Linked DNA regions of Danio rerio: all the other regions are linked to region 3. The links are chromatin contacts, called in public HiCAR-type and HiChIP or PLAC-seq maps. All regions are on one chromosome and are shown on one strand. The core of a region is the stretch at or near the end of the contact, and the rest is flanking DNA. Distances in the headings are between cores, read along the strand shown. Region 1 overlaps kdm6ba (lysine (K)-specific demethylase 6B, a). Region 2 holds the start of tmem88b (transmembrane protein 88 b). Region 3 holds the start of kdm6ba (lysine (K)-specific demethylase 6B, a).

Region 1 (4,657 bases), core at 1,524-4,023, 130 kb before region 3:
TGTTAAATAAGCATCTAGCACCACTTCTCACACGTCTGAAGAGTTAGAGTTTAGCACCAACAGTTGATCATCTCTGCAGCTGTGGAACACTGTAGGGGGACAAAGAGGCAATCATCAGCGAATAGAGCTCTACTCTCAACTTCATTTGTTTTCCTGATATTTTACATTGGCATAATTCCATCCAATCAGAAGAAATGCTGTAAAAACAGCCAGACCTTGCAGCTGTGCCATCAATATTCTATCACTAACCGGGTGTCAAATATGACTCCAGAGGGAATGGGGGAAAAAACACTTCATTTTATAGGACAAACTGCAATTTGGAAAAGGACACTTACATTCTGACAAATACTACTTGTCAATTTTTTTAACAAACCAACTTGTTCTTTTATATTAGTTTTACCAAAAAAAAAAAAAAAAAAAAAAAACATCTTCACATTATTCAGCCTTTTATTGGAAAAAAAAAACATCAGCATTTTTTTTTTGTATTGTGAATAATAAAAACACTAATGTAAATCTGTCTGAAGCACTGGGAACTCATGGGCTTTGAGCAGGAAATCCATGATAGTGCCTTTCACACACAATGGTGAGAGTTATTGTGGGGAGGTGTCTGAATAAACACAGGCAAGGCTCTAATAGGCGTATTGATGTGGAAAGCCAACTATCACATGTGAAAACTATAATACAGTGTCTGTATGACGATTTCTGATCAATTCAAATATCTCCACAATGTGTTTTTAAATAAACATCATAGCATCATGCTACAGAGCACATTGTATCAGTTACAATTCTGGTGTTCGTGAATCTTTACAGATGCTCGGTGAAGAGAATGAAGTGATGATCATTGGAGCAAATCACAATCATATATCATGAGTGCATGTACGCAATGGCCAATCAGCAGCGTACAAGAATCTGCTCGACAGCTCAAAATGCAAGTGTGAAATGCTGATTGTCACATTTTTTTTTTTACATTCAAGTACCAAAGTTGCTACTTTTGACAACCCTACTAGAAACCACACCCAGTACTATGAACTATGAAGTACCTGAAGAGAAATAGTCAAAGCCTGCATAACTATACATTAGTTATGGTCAGGTAAGCAATAATTAGCAGTGTTGTGTCATCATCTGTTCTACCAGTATGTAGAAACCTGTGGCTCCAGTTTGTCTTGCTGAGAATTGGTTGAAAGCAGGCCCTGGCTCCAGAATACAAACCATTATGGTGGAGAATTGATCAGTTTTAGTCAAATAATGAGAATCTGAGCTAAACAAATATACAGTTTACAGTGTGCAATACTTCAATTCAAACCTTGCCTGAAAATGTTCATGACTATGAAGGCAGTTGTGGGTAGTGGTGTAACTCACAATGAATGAATACTTTCACAACAAATATTTTCATCGTGCTTATGCTAAAAACACACATACAAAAACAGAATGAGACTTCTCCATTCAGTTCCACATTTCTTCTAGAAACAAAAACTGCTACAGCTCTGCTTTTCCGAGAATTGTAATGTTTTGCATTACAAACAATACAGACTTCTAGTAAAGTCGACTAGTAAAGTCGAAACAGATTTTTAATCAAGCTTGTTTCGATTTGTCTGTCTTACAATAAGTACACTAGATCTGATAAAAGATAGCCGGCTACAGTCAAACCGGGGAACTCCCGTGACTCAAACATGGAAAGGGCTTACCCCACAACTCAGACACTGCCCCCTTCTCTAACAGTCTTTACGGTCAGGTGATACGGGACGCCCACTTCAAATCACAACATTGGGAATTTCTGAAAGTGTGCCGTCGTCATTATACAAGTGCACAAAGACATGCACTGTAAATTTACAGTGGGGCTTTTCTCCTGTTTTACCAAACCAGAGATTCAGAAACTTTCAGCCAGGGGGAAAACAAGAGAGTAAATGCGGTTGGGTGGTTAATGGTTTACTGCAAGGTATCACATCTGCACTCACTTTCACAGCCATCAAGTACTGTTTTCTAGTTCAAACTGTGTTTTTGAAAGTCATTCAAAAATTTCAATCCCTTATGATTCATGTTACTACAATGACATAATAATTAGAAAATCCCCCCTTTCGCCTCCGCATCGCCCCTCAGCTTGATAAAAATAAAAAATCCCCCTAACAACAAACATCAAACAACTATTCCAGTCACTGGGTTGATCGTCACATTTACTAGATCAGCACCAAAAAAAAAAAACATCAAACCAGATGATAGCCACGTGTCTGTGAGTGTCTCCAACTAACCCTGCCCAATCAAACAACTGACAACTTCCAGGAGATCAACTTGTCAACTAACCAACCATAGAGTTGGACAACTGATATAACGTGTACTCATAAAAATGAATTGATTTGAATATACAAGGACTGACATCAGTAACACTGAAAACTATTTCAAATAGAGGATATTATTTTAAAATAGTATTGGGGTGGTGTGTATGAGAATATCCACCAACATGACGAAACAGTCCTCATTACTGCCAGAAACCACCATGAGGCTACTTTTAGAGCCAAAGAGCTGAATGCGAGTATGCGGAAAAGCACAACGTGGAATAGTCAAGGAGTTAGTTACGCTGTAAGAAGGACACGGATTGATGATAAAGATCTGCAGAGGAGATGATCAAAGAAAATGGCAAATCTGGAATGTTCGCAAAGGGGGCTGTTGGAGGAATGCTCACATTCGGCTATTATATAATCCACCTCAGATAGAGATCACACACAGAGGCACAAGGAAACACAACGTCACAGTAGGCTTGCGTCTGTTCCCTTCCCTCTGTGTGCGTGCCTCTGCCAATGATGCAAGGTTGAGTCGTCACAACAGCGAAGCTGCCTTCCAAGCCCACACTCATAGCCTCCACACAAACATGCGCACAAGCAGGCAAGAGTACATTCTGATCAGAAGAGAGAGTTCAGCTGAGGACACGGGCAGTGCTTACTTATGTGACACTCTGGTTCAGTCCTTCCCAACATGTAACTTCACAAAAACTCTCTCATCCTTTCATCACCCTTTCAGAAATAACACTATAATTAAAACGTTCTCAACTGGCCCCATTATGCTTTCAAAACTTCACAACTTGCTTCTATAAGGAGATTTGTTTTCCCTGCTCTCTTTTTCATGTCATCGCCCCAAACCTAGTTCACTTCTGAGTTGTGGTTGCCAGACATTTGATAAATGCTGACATCACATTCATTAATATGACATTGACGTTCAGTAAACACTGAATAATTGTCTGTGTCTGCATTCATCGCATGTCAGGAGTCTATGAAGCATTTTACCATATTAGTAGTTGAAGGACACAAATGAACCAAATCTAAATATCATTATTATCATTCCTGGCATGACATCAAAGTCAGCAGTTTTAGTAAGTGAATCTAGAATCTTGGTCTCAGTCAGAGTGCGAGAAGCTCAAAGAGAAACCTGAAGCTTTTCTTAGTAACTGAAGTGGTCATGTCCTGTCAGGAGGGTAAACAACCATGCTGTCACTGTGGTGAGCACTGCTGAGAAAACACCATTAGTCATTACATTAAACAAGGTATTACTCATAATAAGAGAAGTTAACATGAAATGTCATCCACAAACCAATTTACTTATGTGACGTGTCATACTTCTGAATAAAAAAGTGCAGTCAATAACAAGAAACTAAATTGGTGACCCTTTGGATTTGGTCATACATTACAAATTATTAAGGGGGGAGGGGGGTTAGATTCATTAGTCTGGGACAGATCTAGATACCAACTTGCAAAAATTTAAATAATAAAAGAGGCAAAGTTTAACTCAAACACTAAATAAGAGTAGTCCAGCATACATCACCAAAAAAGTTGGCTGTTTTACTGAAAGATTAAGGTTACGTTTAAACATCAGTGAGGTCATAAAGTAAACATTTTCCATTACATTCATAAAAATTGTTTTATGCATAATTTTAGTTTTGACATTAGCAAAAACTGTCAAAAGTGCTGTATTGCGTATGCCAGAGCAGTTGGTGCTGTCAGGAGTTCATGCACTTGTTCTCCCAGATCTGAACTAAAAACACCATTTAAAGAGACACATGATCTGTGCTGATGTGTAATTATAATCTGCAGTGTTTATATGACACTGTTGGCTGTAATGTTGACGTGAGTCCACACTATTCTGAAGAAGCGTTAAACACTTGAGCATCAACAATACTTGTATATATTTGGTTATATTCGTTTGTTCTTGCTTCCAAAACACTGAACCCCATTTGAAAATTACACATTTCAGGGAAAGGCATAAAAAGTTTCCCATTTTACGCTGAAAATCTGTCATGTAAATGACATGAGACATGTTGATTAAAAAACGTATTTAAATTAGACAAAAACATGTATGCATTCATTAGTGACAAGAAGCTAAGTAACATGAACATTTAGAAGGATGAGCTTTCATTTCTATGCTGTCTTTAAAAGGGTCACGAAACGTCAAAACACATTTTTTGAGATGTTGACATATGTCACACTTTGCTAAAAACACTATTAGGATGCATAAATTACCCTAAAAAGTGAAAATTGGTGGTTTTTGTGTTGTTTAAGACATTTTAAAGCAACGTCACGACGATGAGATCATCTTGTAAATTCCAGTGTAAAGATTGGTTGTCTGTACTAGCCGGTACAAATTGACGTCATTAGAGTTGTTCATTCATTTT
Region 2 (4,612 bases), core at 1,745-4,244, 160 kb before region 3:
CAGATTAAAATAGAGGTTTACAGTTCTTTGCTGAACCATTGATGCTTGTAATAAACCTTTATTTCATATTTTCTCCAATTATAATAAAGCACAATTTTCCTACAATCCATCGGATTTCACTTTTTAATTTGTTCATATTCTCCTTTATACATTTTCCAAATCATGTGAGGACACAATCATTGTAATGCCAAACATCACACTATAAAAGATTATTGGCGTGTTCAGAGATATCTTCAGTGCATATACACAGCATAGTTTAGCCTGGCTTTATAAGCAGTGTTGTGTAGCAGAATTAGATCTGAAATAGTCGATTTTTGCTGGACTTTTGTTTTTCCCTTGTGAAATTCAAACCAGTTTTTTCTTTTCTGCTCCTATAGAGTGCTGGAAAAAAAGGTGCCCTTCCCCCAGCCCAGGTTAGACGTTAGGCTGACCATCCAGAGAGGGCTCCAGAACAATAGGCAGAGGTCAAACTACGTAAATACTTTACACGCCAGACAGCTGTGGCTGCAGTGCTATAAGATAATCATCTAAAAATGGATACAGGATGGCCTCCATTTTATACACACACACACACACACACACACATGCATACATTAAACACTCCTGAGCATGCCATGGGTGATGCATGATGAGGGTGACAGGCACACGTTTGTACACTCTCTGACCGTTGTGCTGTCTTCCTGTCTTTGTATTCTGTTTGTTAGCGCCAATATGGCAGGTGACTCAACATATAACAAACACTAGATCACCACTAACAGGAAATGAGCACACTATGCCAAACCTGTAGAATGACTGACCACTCCACCCGCTAACACTATTTCCACTTTTCTGAGAATAAATTTAGAGCTAAAACTTGGAAATGGTGTAATCATCCATGTTTTTCTTAATAATTGATCATGTGGGTTTTACATTGCTGTTTGTTTATGAGGGCATACTACACACTGTTTTCAACAAAACAGAAAACTAAACATGTATGTATTTTTGACATTCAGTGTTCATTTCAGCATTCAGTGTTTTTGGGGCCTGAAATGCAATTTTTTGAATGGAAACTACGTTTGCATTGCAGAGTTTTGTTTTTGCACTTTAAAATTAAAGTAAATGTATACATTTTATTTTCAATTTTTAACGAATGTGATTTAATATTTTGAGGCTACTGTTTTAACAAGAAATAGTTTTGAAATGGCTTGTTATTGACAGATGGTTTCTTAAAGAACCTCCAATGGACACCCAAAGAAACTTTTCATCCAAATAATTTCTAAAGAATAAGAAACAAAATAAACTTAAGATTTTTATGGTTTCTAAACATTCTTACTTTTTTTTTTTTTTTTTTTTTTTTTTACTAACAAGAGCATTTTTAAAACCTAGTTCTTTCTCTAAAACTTAAATGATTAAGAATAGAAAACTTTAGTGTTTAGAGTAACATTTCATAAGTGTTTTTGTTTATTGGAAGTAACATTGATTTTTAGTTCTATAGGTTTTAGGTTTAAATTCAGCACATCACATCTTAGATTGATTTAAATTGCAATGACATTTGATCACTATGTATTTTAGCTTGAAGTGATGTAGACATAAAGGATGAATAGGAGTATACATATATTTATTTTTAAATCGCTTGTAAATGTAACAATATATTAACAATCAAACAGAAAAAATAAGTACTCAATGTTTTAAATGTATATTGCTCTTTTTTTTTTGTTTGTCAATTTTATTTAATATTTTTCCCCAAACATAATAATTTGGTTGTAATAATTATGGACTGAGCTTAAGTTTTTTTTTTTTTTTTTTTTTTTTTTCAGTTTCTAGAAATGTATTTGTATGTGTATGCAGTGTTGGGGGTAACCCATTACAAGTAACGCAAGTTATGTAATAATTACTTTTCTAAGGAACAATGAAAGTAATGCATTACTTGTGTTACGTTAAAAAAGTAATAATATATTATTATTACAATTATTACAATGAGTTCTTTTTAGTTGAATTAAATGACTTTTAAAAAATAAATTGCTGAATTAAAATTAAAGTAGTCTGTATATGGCATCCATAGCACTGAGGTCAGGAAGTTCTCGGATAACATTATCCTAATTTTTTTTTTATATATAATGAAGGTGTAGGTTATTGTTAATTGCAGTGCCCCTTTATTAAAAAAAAAAAAAAGTTCTGAAAGAGATTAAGCCTCAGCCAGTTAATAAAAAGTAATGCAAAAGTAACTCAATATTGTAATGCATTACTTTCTTGTAATTTTCCCCCAATACTGAGTGTATGTATATACATATAACCCTGGACCATAATGTTGCACAGGTACAATATATTTGTAGCAATAGTAACAAATACATTGTATGGGTTAATAATTTACGTTTGTGTTTCATTTATACCAAAAATCGTGTTACATGAAGAAATTTTGTAAATATCCTATTTTTTTATTGAATAAATATAACAAACATCCCATTGTTGAGCTTTTTTAAAAAATGGCTTTAAAATTTAGATAAATAAGCAAGTTGCAGATGATCAAAAAAGCTTAAGGAAAAATTGTCCTATCCTATCAAACCATATCAACGAAAAGCTCATTAGTTCGGCTTGTAAAATCTATCTCACCCGTATGATTGTTTTTGTGATTCAGGGTCACAATTCAAAATGTATGTGTACCTATACAAATGAAGTATTTAATTAGATGTGTCAGACATGCGCACTGCTGCTGAAATACAGTTCTGTAAATTCAAGTTAAAAGAGCAAACACAAATTCATGCATGTGTAAATTCCAAACCTTTCCCTGCTGTAGCCCTTGATAGGTCAGTCTCATTCACCTTCAGTCTCAATTCCTGCAGAGCAGCAGCACTCCAGCAGTCTTCTTCTTTCTCTCTAACACAACATACAATACACTTTCAGTTTAGGGTCCTCTCTGAAACTACTGTCCTCGTTGGCTGATCCTTGCTCTCGTTTAAGTTCTCAGCAGTGCAGTTGGTTTGAGCTCAGACTGAGATATGGATGTGTTACTGCCAGGCTGTTTTAGCAGTACCTCTCTGTGTGCCTCCCTCATGCCTCCTCCCCTTTCCCTTGCCCTACTCTTCTTTATCCTTTGTGTGGGGGAAGGCATGTTTATTTAAAGAGTTGAAGTGAAGACTTTAATTTCTCCTGATGGATAGAGAAGAACATGAAACCCTCACATTTACACCACTCCTTCCACATCCGTGGTGCTTCAACTGTAAACCGCTCAGACCAGACGGTGGCGAGTGTTTGTTTTCCTCCATTCTTGGTTGGTTTACTTGATATTGCTCTCTCCAAGGATTCTGGGCTTAAACTCATGTTATCCATCATCCACCCACAACAAAACTCTTATGCAACTATCAGTTTTTAGGGAAGTCAGCCAACGCGAACAGTTTTTCTTAGAGGTTTTGACTTGTTTTTGCATTAAGTTCTGACATCACATTTGACTTTGTGATGGTCACTACTAGCTACATTTCCATCCACCTATTTTTATGGACAATTTGCATATGGTAAAAAAAATGCTTGATGGAAACTCCAAGATGAGCATACATTTTTAAAATGTGCATAAAAATGTTGTGCGCATAATGGAGTAGGATAAACTTTTTATTCGATAAGATGCTCATACTATTATGGAAACACTTTTATATTCCAGTATGCGCTATTGTTCTCGTGATAGCATTGATTCACATTACGACACTATAGTATCGTGATACCAAGTAGTATTGCGATACTGTAATTCATAACTCAAATCTATGAAAAAAAGGAAATTGTCAAAATACTATATTTTGTTATAGACCTGCTCGAATTGAATTCATAATTCCCTTTAGTTTGTATCTGACTAACAATAAAATACATTAAAGATACAAATTATATAGTATAAAATACGTTTCAAAAAGAGCTTTTTGACAACAAAATTTGGCAATATGAAGTGATCAAATAGTTAGAATGTTTCCTGTTTTTCATCTGTTTTTTTTTTTCTTTCTCGTGGGTAGGGATCTAAATTAATTCAAAATTTCACTTTGTAAACTGTTCTTTTTAAAAGATTGTTGCATTTTTGTAGCTACTAAATCATATTGACCGGAACATAAATGAACTGATTCAGATGTGTGTTCGAACTATAGCGTCAGAAAATGTGCAATAGGCTAAAGGTGTGAATTCTATACAGCTTTGCAACCTTAAAGGGCTTGACAGACTATTGTTATGTATTTCCTTTATTTATTAAATATTATATCTCTCAAGTAGTGAGTTTTTCTCTCCGCCTCTGTCTCTCTGACAGGTTTCATCATCACCACAAAGGTGCAGTGAATCAGGTGCCAGCACCTGATGGCGGCTTGCCGGCTTGTTTGTGAAGACAATTTTAACTGGAATGGAACGTTGTTCGGAGAGCCTCCTCTCTCCTGGCTTGTTTATTTTGTGAAGTAAAAACTGTGTTGTATTTACTCGCGAAATTGTTGAAAGTGAATGCTGAGTGTTGAATTTGAGATATATTCAGAGCCAGTGTGCTGAGGACAGTGCCTTTTTTGTTTTATTACATTTTCTCATGTTTTTTGGTCAGGAAGGTAAGTGAATTTTATTAAGTTTATTGTGCTAGTAAGGGGGTTAAAATGTTATTAGTTGTTTTTTTTGTTGTTGT
Region 3 (4,479 bases), core at 1,001-3,500:
TTTGGCCAGACATTCCTCTGGAAAATGAACACCACAGATAAGCTGCACTTCATCATAGATATGCTATAAACTCAAGAACACAGCTAGCATTTGTAACTGTATTTATAAACTGCTTATCAATGTCTATTAAATGTAGAGTTAATGCTAAACAAATAAAATATTAATAAATTAACTAGTTATTAAATGCTTAATAATTATTTATAGTATGCAGATGTTATAAAGTTTAACTCAACAGTTTGAGATAACCTCAATGAAAATATTCCTGTAGTTTGTTTTCTTTTCTTCCTACAATGGGCCTAGGCAATCCAATCATATTGGCCATCACTTCTTATTCGCCAGGTAAAACATACCTGATATACATTAAAGATATGAGACTTTATATGGTTAAGGCCTGCAGAATAAGCCTAACTTTTAAAACCGTCAAACATCTCATTCATCACTGTAAAACGATGACAAAACATCAGGCTAATAACACATTGTGGGGCTAACAGGCAGTCAGCACAATTTTTAATGTGCTAATGTAATACAACGTTGAGTAATGGTTTTTACACGAATATAGCAAAATATAGATAAATCTGAAACTCTCACATCAACGTGCTTTTACCATCTTAGTTTAATGCACGTGTCACTAAGCGTATTAGACCGCCGTTAAGTCAACAAGCCATTAAATCAACAATGTTTCAATAAACCATTGTCACGAACTACGATCGTCGTAGCATTTAATCAAACTAGAAAACGAACTCTAGAAAATTATTAACAGTTATAGTAGCTCTTACTCTGGCTGTATAAAATTATCCATTATTATTATTATCATATTTTATTCTTCTGGAAAAAAAAACTCGTCACGTAACATTTTTGTCCCAGTCCCCAGACCCTTGGGGTAAATCATGCAGGCTAATCTGGCATTTCTGCATAACTTTACAGTATAAAACAGCAGCATTACAAAATAAACACATACTTTAACAGTTTAAAATAAAACTTAATAGAAAATCGGTACTTACACTTACCTTGTCATCCGTGTCGTCCATTAGCGCATCCTTGATCCAATCCGACAGTTGGCGCTGTCACAAAAAAATAGGGTCCTAAAGATGCGGTCCTAAAAATGCGGTCCTGAGAGTGCAGCCACTCCAGTTGTGCAGGATTACCCTTCTCAAAAAAGGGGGCGGTGACGTACAGTCAGAAGAGAGGAAGAGAAAAAACATGGCTCAGAAAAAAATTCAAATGTTCTTCCTGGAAAATCTCTGATCCCGCCACAACTTCACCACATGACATTTCCGAAAGAAACGCGACACCCGCGAGCCCCCTCAGCCAGGCCCGAATCTCATTCAGCCACTATCTGACATTTCATTATTTAACTATTTGAAAGCCTCGCATTAAGCAGGGTTTGATTTGCATGTGAGCTTATTTAAACACACGCGTAACTGCGCTATATTCCAGTGTTTCTATACTAGACGCGATTACACAATGTTGAACTCCAGTCTTCCCGGTTCACGTTAACTATGATCTCACCCGTGTGTTACTGGTAAAGGGTGGGCAACTTTGTCCACCACTCATATGGAAACCTTTCACTGACTTTCTGTTTGCACCCGCACAGTATGACTGTGAAAATTATCAACCTGCAAGGCGGGAATTAATCACGCTTCCAAGCAGAAGCCACGCCGGACGATTCATTGCGTTTCACACCTAGTGACTCACGGCACCATAATCTGCTATCAGAACACAACAGGCGCGAGATGCTCGGTCCATAAGCGGTGTTTACATGCAGCACAAAGTGCCGAAAGTGTGTGTCTTTACCTGCTAACGCACGGAGGGTCAAGCTGGGAGGTGGCTTCTTCTTCTCGCATGTCCTCATCGTAAAAATGCAGGCTACATAAGCAACTGCGTAGTTCTTCTTCTTCTGGTGAATGAACGGCGGCCGCAGAGCGCGTTTCTCCAGCACCTTCATCCTGTCATACATTTGAATCGCACGCTGTAAAATGTCGGCGCAGCTGCGTTATGAAACCACAGTGAGAGGAGATGATGTGACACAAACATCCAAATTGTTCCAGAGTCTTCTCTAAAAACGCGAGCACGCATCTGAGGCTTTTCAGTGGAGCTCTGGCGTCCAGTCGCGAGTTTGATGTGAGCAGGAGATGCGCGTCTGGAAATTGCGCAGTTTTTAATCCGCTGCAAACGCAGGCACTCCCCTCTCTCTCTCCGTCGCTCTCCCGTGCGTTTCCCCCTGCACTCTTTCTAGCTGCTTCCCCTTCTCTTCTTCTTCTTTCTCCTCCTCCTCCCTCGCACTCGTTTCCCCCCTCACGCAGGTTTATTTTTCGGTGGAAGAGAAGAGTGGACCCGCACCGCCCCGCCTCCGTTACTCCCGGACGCTCAAGACTTCCAAATTCCTCCATCTGAATCGGAAGAGCGCGGTGTCTGAAGGGGTCAAGAGTAGTGTGTGTGTGATGTTGATGGGGCTGGATTGATTTTGTTTCATCTCTAGTCAAATAATCCTTCTATTGTCTTCTGGTGATTTATGATATTTTTTTGTCCAATGAAAACAAATAATATACTAAATGCTTTAGTGTCTAAATACGCTTTGTCAAGAGTGTCTGAACAAACAATACATTTTATAAAGTTAAATAGCCTATCTCAGTGTTCCGTAGCCTATGTGACTATTATTCAGCTTTGATTATAGCCTGTCAGAACAGGTTTAAAATTTATCAAATCTGCGCAAAAACATTTGACAATTTCTAACCCCATCATTCATCTGAGCCATTTCCCCCATTCTTTCAAAAAGACGGCCACAAATAGGCAACAATTGTTCAGTGTAAAAAATTGCCAATTGATTGCCAATGTTGATAAATATTTAAGTATGACATTGTAAAATGTTATAAAATGCATTGTAAATGAAATTGTTACATCAAGAATACACCATTGATCTGAATAAAGCATTTTTGGTAATGTGAATATTAATGATAGATTATTTACAAGATTATTTACAACTCGTTGCATAATAGTCTGATTAAAAACATTCTTTCATTTTCCTTCGGCTTAGTCCCTTTGTTCATCAAGGGTCGCCACAGCGGAATGAACCACCTACTTATTCAGCATATGTTTTACACATGCCCTTCCAGCTGCAACCCAGTTCAGGAAAACATCCATACACACACTTTCTCTCACATACACTATTGCCAATTTAACTTATTCAATTCACCCATACCACATGTCTTTGGACTGTGGGGGAAACTGGAGCACCCGAAGAGAACATGCACGGGGAGAACATGCACACTTCACACAGAAACGCCAACTGATCCAGCTGGGACTCAAACCAGCGACCTTCTTGCTGTGAGGCGACAGTGCTAACCACTGAGCCACCATGTCGCACCTGATTTAAAACATTTTATCAAAATTTAGTTTGGTTAGCATCGGAGTTTTCTTTCAAAATTATTATAATTGATAATACAGTTGAGTACACTGTAAAAAACAAAGTTGACTCAACTTAAAATTTTAAGGCAACAAACTTCAGGACATTTTGAGTAACCAGATTACTGCACTTGACTCGATTTAAGTTGAGTGAACTCAAAAATGTCCTGAAGTTTGTTGTCTTAAAATTTTAAGTTTTTTTTTTTTTTTTTTTTTTACAGCTACACAACTGTATTATTAATTTTACAGTATAGTTTATTGAATATATTTTATCTTAAACTATTTATGGAACTAGCAAAGTTTATCAAGGCTGTCTTCAAAATCGCTTTATAGTTAATCAACAATTAAATTCAAAAGGTGTTAATATTAAACCTAGAATTGGGAGTTTATCAAACATATTTTTGATTAAAGTGTATGTTTTCGGACCAAATCCTGTTATGCACAGCAGTCAATAACTAATTAATAATATTAATAAAATGAAAAATATAACTTAAAAAAATATTTGTATCAAATTGATTTTTGATTAAACTAAATTTGGCATCAATAGTTTTATTTATTGAGGGTTTCTAAGCCTATTGCACAGTAAAAAAAGAATGAATGCAGAAAGTGTGATTTTATCACTTATTTATGATTTATTATGTGCAGTCTTGATGAGCATTATAACTTTCTATCAAATATAATAATGCTTATTATATCATTTTTTCCACAATACTACATAATTGTCATTAGACCTGTTGCACTGGAGTCAATAATTCATCTGCTGCGATGCATTCATTTGTCTTCTCTGCAGAAGGAATAGAATGTTCTATAATGAATGTAATAATCAGTATATCATACAATAACACTTGTGGTTAGCACTGTTGCATCACAGCAAGAAGGTCACTGGTTCAAGTCACGGCTGGGTCAGTTAACATTTCTGTGTGGAGTTTGCATGTTCTCCCCATGTTGGCATGGATTTCCTCTGGGTGCTCCAGTTTCCCCCCACAGTCCAAAGACATCTACTATAAGTGAACTGAATAAACTAAATTGGCCGTAATGTATGTGTGTGAATGAGTGTGTATGGATGTTTTCCTGAAC

Evidence for each region. HiCAR-type assays count read pairs that join an accessible place to other places. HiChIP or PLAC-seq counts read pairs in DNA pulled down with a chosen protein or histone mark.
Region 1: a contact with region 3 is called in a HiCAR-type map of caudal fin, with 6 times the contacts expected there. The contact joins the enhancer-like site here to the promoter of kdm6ba in region 3. A contact is called at or near these places in 4 of 18 Hi-C or Micro-C datasets (caudal fin, embryo and gastrula embryo) and 3 of 4 datasets of contacts at active chromatin or transcription factors (caudal fin, embryo and gastrula embryo).
Region 2: an H3K4me3 HiChIP or PLAC-seq map of gastrula embryo shows a contact between it and region 3, with 8 times the contacts expected there. The contact joins the promoter of tmem88b here to the promoter of kdm6ba in region 3. A contact is called at or near these places in 1 of 18 Hi-C or Micro-C datasets (caudal fin) and 2 of 4 datasets of contacts at active chromatin or transcription factors (caudal fin and gastrula embryo).

What each region holds. Positions count from the first base shown.
Region 1 is chr7:21,743,002-21,747,658 of GRCz12tu, reverse strand. It overlaps kdm6ba (lysine (K)-specific demethylase 6B, a), which reads right to left. Exons shown (of 25, transcript XM_073908354.1): 5 at 1-89. It also overlaps a transcript of efnb3b not described here. Among named protein-coding and RNA genes, the nearest start is that of tmem88b, 27 kb to the left of the region's middle. Within about 2 kb of position 2,773, at least 29 of the 62 cell types and tissues checked have an H3K27ac peak or open chromatin away from gene starts, as enhancers often do. A contact at or near this core is called in caudal fin, where this site is marked.
Region 2 is chr7:21,770,655-21,775,266 of GRCz12tu, reverse strand. tmem88b (transmembrane protein 88 b) reads right to left here and starts at 2,994. Exons shown (of 3, transcript NM_001077144.2): 1 at 2,759-2,994. The coding sequence starts at 2,794. It also overlaps a transcript of efnb3b not described here.
Region 3 is chr7:21,611,179-21,615,657 of GRCz12tu, reverse strand. It overlaps kdm6ba (lysine (K)-specific demethylase 6B, a), which reads right to left and starts at 2,250. Exons shown (of 25, transcript XM_073908354.1): 1 at 1,795-2,250. It also overlaps a transcript of efnb3b not described here.